Regions from separate parts of the Pan troglodytes genome. Here region 1 is linked to region 2. The links are chromatin contacts, called in public capture Hi-C maps. All regions are on one chromosome and are shown on one strand. The core of a region is the stretch at or near the end of the contact, and the rest is flanking DNA. Distances in the headings are between cores, read along the strand shown. Region 1 has its middle 19 kb from the start of ZMYND8. Region 2 overlaps ZMYND8 (zinc finger MYND-type containing 8).

Region 1 (2,700 bases), core at 110-2,609, 110 kb before region 2:
CTTTACATTCCTGAGCTCTGAAGTCCCCACCTCCTTTCAGCACCCTGAGTTCTTTCCTAGGATGGAATGGACTGAATAATGTTTTCCATGTTAGTGATGGGGTCCAAGAATGTCCATGACGCATGAGACCAGAGCTCCCAGCCCGGGGAATGGAACGCTGCTCTCTCTGGAGCCACCAGGGGGCGCCATTTCTCCACGGAGTTTCGCGAAGGCCGCGCCGCAAGAAGCTGCTCTCCCAGCAGGAGGCGAGGCTCTTTGCCTGTTGCAGGGTTGGGTATGTCGGCAGGATTTGGAAGTGCTCAAGCAGGTGGTGGGAGAGCTTGCTTTGATGCTCCCAAAGAAAGTGTTGCCCAGGTTCTCTCCTGCTTGTAATTAGACCTGTGTTCCACCCCAGACTTTGGCTGCAGCTGCGTGACCCTGGACAATTCACTGTGAATGTTGCAGCCGTGGTAATCTCATCCATAAGAACACTGGGACCCCATGGGATTGTGTGTGGACACAGTGAGATGAAAGCTTGCAGGCACCAACCATTGCTCTGAAATGGGAGCCAGTGATGGGATCAGAGTTTGTTAATTATACTACTAATCAACTGAGCCCTGGTTCTCAAAGCCTGTTACCTGGATCAGCAGCAGCACCTGCTAAATTCTGATGGCGTTTGATAGAAATGCAAATTCTCAGCCCCACTTCCCCCAAAGTCCTTGATTGAATTTATTAATCTGCCGGGTGTGATGGCTCACGCCTGTAATCCCAGCACTTTGGGAGGCCGAGGCGGATGGATCACCTGAGGTTAGGAGTTTGAGACTAACCTGGCTAACGTGGTGAAACCCCTGTCTCTACTAAAAATACAAAAATTAGCTGGGCGTGGTGGCACCTGTAATACAAAAATTAGCTGGGCGTGGTGGCGGGCCCCTGTAATCTCAGCTACTTAGGAGGCTGAGGCAGGAGAATCGCTTGAACCAGGGAGGCTAAAGTTGCAGTGAGCTGAGATCATGCCATTGCACTCCAGCCTGGGCAATAAGAGTGAAACTCTGTCTCAAAAAAAAAAAAAAAGAGTTTCTTAATCAAAAGGCCTGAGAATTTCAAGAAATGCAGATTCTCAAATCTTTCAATTGAGAAACTCGGTGGGGGTGAGTCCCTCAATCAGTGTTTAGCAAGCTGCCCACGTGCTTCTGATGCCTGCTCAAGTCTGCTTAGAGCAGTAGGGACTTCTCCTGTAGGGGTTTGGAACACAATACCCCAAATTACAGCACTTTGGCAAACTGAGCATTTGAAGCTGAAGGAATTTGAGGAAGCCATAGAAGCAGGAAGGTCACTCTCTGACCTTCTCCTGCCTTCCTCTTCTGCAGTGGGCCACTCAAGTTTTCTCTGACCTGCCTCTCCTGAAAGCAGGCCCCAAGCCCCTCATTCCAGAGGGGGTCCGGTCCTGTCCGTGGAGACAATGAAGACTAAACTCACAGGCCTTGCTAAGTTCCCACCGTGTACATCATTGGATCAAACCCTTTTGTCCTCCTGTGACACTGCTGCTTGACTGTCCATAAAAACACAGGTGCCCTGGGTCACGGTTCTTCACTTTGGAAGACTCCTGAGTCACTCAAAACTTGGGTTAAATAAATTTGTCATGCTCATCTCTTGTTAATCTGTCTTTAGGGGTGTTAGCCATGAACCTTGTGATGGGTGAGGAAAAGGTACTTTTTCTTCCCTACAGCCCTAAATCATAGTTAGTTAGGAGTGGAGCTGAAATTGAAAAAAAATTTAAAAATTAGATTTACTGCCTGCAAAGCTACAACCCAGGATATGGTGTGCGTGTATATCCCATTAGTGATGGACATGCCAAAATGCCGCCCCTCCCCCTGCTTTTTTTTTTTTTTTGAGACGGAGTCTCGCTCTGTTACCCAGGCTGGAGTGCAGTTGTGCCATCTCAGCTCACTGCAACCTCCTCCTCCCGGGTTCAAGCAATTCTGCTGCCTCAACCTCCCAGGTAGCTGGGATTACAGGCGTTTGCCACTGCGCCGGGCCAAAATGCCTCTTTTTCTTCTAGTTTAAACTTGTAGTTTTCTAGAACAGTGGCGCTCAACCGTGGCTACACATTAGAATCAGCTGGGGCTCTTTAAAAACTATATCAACCTGGGTGCGGTGGCTCACGCCTATAATCCCAGCATTTTGGGAGGCCGAGGCGGGCAGATGACTTGAGGTCGGGAGTTTGTGACCAGCCTGGCCAACATGGTGAAACCCCGTCTCTACTAAAAATGCAATAAAATTAGCCGGACATGGTGGCAGGTGCTTATAATCCTAGCTACTTGGGAAGCTGAGGGAGGAGAATTGCTTGAACCTTTGAGGCGGAGGTTGCAGTGAGCGCAGATTGCACCATTGCATTCCAGCCCAGGCGACAGAGCGAGACACCAACTCAAAAAAACAAACAAAAAAAAAACAACAAAAATCAAATGCTTGGTCGTCTCCCCAGACCAATTAATCCACAATTTCTGGAAGACCCTGTGCTTTTATAAATTCTTTTTTTTTTTTTTTTTTTTGAGATGGAGTCTTGCTCTGTCGCCCAGGCTGGAGTGCAGTGGTGCGATCTCGGCTCACTGCAAGCTCCGCCTCCCGGGTTCACGCCATTCTCCTGCCTCAGCCTCTGGAGTAGCTGGGATTACAGGCGCCCGCCACCATGCACAACTAATTTTTTTTTGTATTTTTAGTAGA
Region 2 (2,700 bases), core at 52-2,551:
ACAGTGGTAGAGAAACAACTTTGGAGGTCTTGGGATGTTTTAGTAGGCTTTGGGCAGGGAGTCTCTGACCACCATTCTTTTTTTTTTTTTTGGAGCAGAGTCTTGGTTTGTCACCTAGGCTGGTGTGTGCAGTGGCGAGCTCTCGGCTCATTGCAGCCTCCCCTTCCCGGATTCAGCCATTCTCCTGCCTCAGCCTCCCAAGTAGCTGGGTCTACAGGCATGTGCCACTACGCCCAACTAATTTTTTGTATTTTCAGTAGAGATGGGGTTTTGCCATGTTGCCCAGGCTGGTCTTGAACTCCTGGATTCAACCGATCCATCTGCCTTGGCCTCCCAGAGTGCTGGGATTACAGGCGTAAGCCACTGTGCCTGGCCTGGTTTTGTTTTATAGATGCACAGTCATATAAAAATGTAGGAAATATTTTATTAAATGCCTGCAGAGTTAAAAAAAAAAAAAAAAGCGGACACCAACCAATTGCCTTTTATGTACTGGGCAGTGTTTTAAGTGCTTTTTTGTAGAAGCTGCTTTTATGTCTATTTTATCAATAAGAAAACTTAAGGTCAGAGAGTGCCTAGGGTCACATAGCTAGGGAGAAGCCACCGTGGGGTTAGATGTGAGATAATGTGAAACTAGATATTGTCCCCCGCAGAGACTGTGTTTTGTCAAGCAAATCTAATTTCGCTTGAAATACTTCCTGGGCTTGTTTTATTATTTATTTATTTATTTATTTATTTAAGAGGGGGGGTCTTGCTCTGTCACCCAGGCTTGTTTTATTTATTTATTTATTTGAGACAGGGTCTCGCTTTGTTGCCCAGGCTGGAGTGCAGTGGCTCGTTCAAGCAATTCTCCCACCTCTGCCTCCTGAGTAGCTGGGATTACAGGGGCGTGCCACCACATCCGGCTAATTTTTCCATTTTTAGTAGAGATGGGGTTTCACCGTGTTGGCCAGACTGGTCTCAAGCTCCTGACCTCACGTGATCCTCCTGCCTCCGCCTCCCCAAGTGCTGGGATTATAGGTGTGAGTCACCATGCCCAGCCTTGGACTTGTTTTAAAGAAAAGAGACTCTTTTCCTTCCCTGCCAAGCAATTTCATGGAAAATAGTTGGGGGAAGGGAACAGTGAGCGCCTTGGATACCGGACAAAAGTGTGTGGGTGAGGTGGGTGTGGAGCAGGTCAGGGGGGCGAGGTTATGATACCAGGACCAACTGGTGATAAGCTCCTGGTGGCCCTGCCTCTTGATTCTCCAGAGAAGGACTCACTCTCCTTTTTCTCGGTGACAGAGCTGAGGCTAGCTCAGGAAGGGGGAGTCATTTGCCCTGGGACAGCCCTGGAGACCCCGATGTCTTCTCAGATCTGTCCTGTCTAGTAGTCCTGATCTGTGCCCGCTCACTTTGAACGCAGAATCTCACCGTGAGGCAAACTCTTACCTTGAGAGCATCTAGCATCTGGCTTCTGTTCCGCTCTGCCCCTCTTGCTGGAGATACGGTTCTTCAGGTCTCAGGAGAAAGACAGCAGTCAGAATGGATGAGAAGCTGGTGATTTCCAGCCCTCTGATAGAGCAGATCGATATTTTTGGGGTGTTTAGTTTTAGTTTGTGTTACGATCTGGTATCACCGAGACTTGCAAACAATCCGCCTGTATTCTGAATTCGGTCCCAGGGATATGCTTTATTTCTCCTGGGTTGTTTTCTCTTAGATGCCAACTGTTGAAATGGGGGTAAAATGTAACATAAGAAGTCTATTTTGTCTTCTTCTCTTTAAAATATTGGAAAACGTGGCAGTATTGGGTCCAGATTCCTACATGGTTGCTTTGGATCGCAACTGAGTAGATACTGCTTTCTCCCTTTCCACCAGACGTGAGTTTTCTGCTTCTGCAAAGTCCCCTTTGCTCCCCACTGCTTTCTACCGGGCTTCAGTTTGTGGTCTGTGAAATCTAAAAGGCCACCTTGGAGGTTGGGTGCAGCGGCTCACACCTATAATACCAGCTCTTGGGGAGGCCAAGGTGGGAGGATTGCTTGAGTTCAGGAGTTCAAGACCATCCTGGGTAATGTAGCGAGACCCCATCTCTACAAAAGTATACAAAAGTTAAAAAATTATCTGGGTGTGTTGTGGCGCGTGCCTGTACTTCCGCTACTTGGGAGGCTGATCTGGGAGGATTCCTTGAGTCCAGGAGTTTGAGGCTGTAGTGAGCCTTGATCATACTTCTGCTCTCCAGCTTGGGTGACAGAGGGAAACCTTGTCTCTTAAAAAAACAAGCAAAAAAGACTGGGCACGGTGGCTAATACCTATAATCCCAGCACTTTGGGAGGGTGAGGTGGGTGGATCACGAGGTCAAGAGTTCAAGACCAGCCTGGCTAACATATAGTGAAACACCGTCTCTACTAAAAATACAAAAATTAGCTGGGCGTGGTGGCACACACCTGCAGTTCTGGCTACTTGGGAAGCTGAGGCAGGAGAATTTCTTGAACCCAGGAGATGGAGGTTGCAGTGAGCTGAGATCATGCCACTGTGCTCTAGCCTGGGCAATAGAGCGAGACTGTCTCAAATAAATAAATAAATAAATAAATAAATAAATAAATAAATAAAATGAATTAATTAAACAAACAAAAAATCCCCCACAAAAGCCTTCCTTGGAAAGCTTATTCTCACTAGTTTTTCCAGCCAGAAACTGGGTTGAGGCCAGCAGATCATACATGGTAG

Evidence for each region. Capture Hi-C pulls out chosen DNA fragments and counts their contacts.
Region 1: a contact with region 2 is called in a capture Hi-C map of stem cell-derived neural stem cells, with 4 times the contacts expected there. The contact joins two enhancer-like sites. A contact is called at or near these places in 3 of 7 Hi-C or Micro-C datasets (blood, induced pluripotent stem cells and stem cell-derived neural progenitor cells) and 1 of 1 other capture datasets (stem cell-derived neural stem cells).

Annotation. Positions count from the first base shown.
Region 1 is chr21:53,648,695-53,651,394 of NHGRI_mPanTro3-v2.0_pri, reverse strand. No RefSeq gene overlaps it. Among named protein-coding and RNA genes, the nearest start is that of ZMYND8, 19 kb to the right of the region's middle. Within about 2 kb of position 1,359, at least 10 of the 24 cell types and tissues checked have an H3K27ac peak or open chromatin away from gene starts, as enhancers often do. A contact at or near this core is called in stem cell-derived neural stem cells, where this site is marked.
Region 2 is chr21:53,539,017-53,541,716 of NHGRI_mPanTro3-v2.0_pri, reverse strand. All of the region lies in intron 10 of ZMYND8 (zinc finger MYND-type containing 8), which reads left to right. Among named protein-coding and RNA genes, the nearest start is that of ZMYND8, 91 kb to the left of the region's middle. Within about 2 kb of position 1,301, at least 2 of the 24 cell types and tissues checked have an H3K27ac peak or open chromatin away from gene starts, as enhancers often do. A contact at or near this core is called in stem cell-derived neural stem cells, where this site is marked.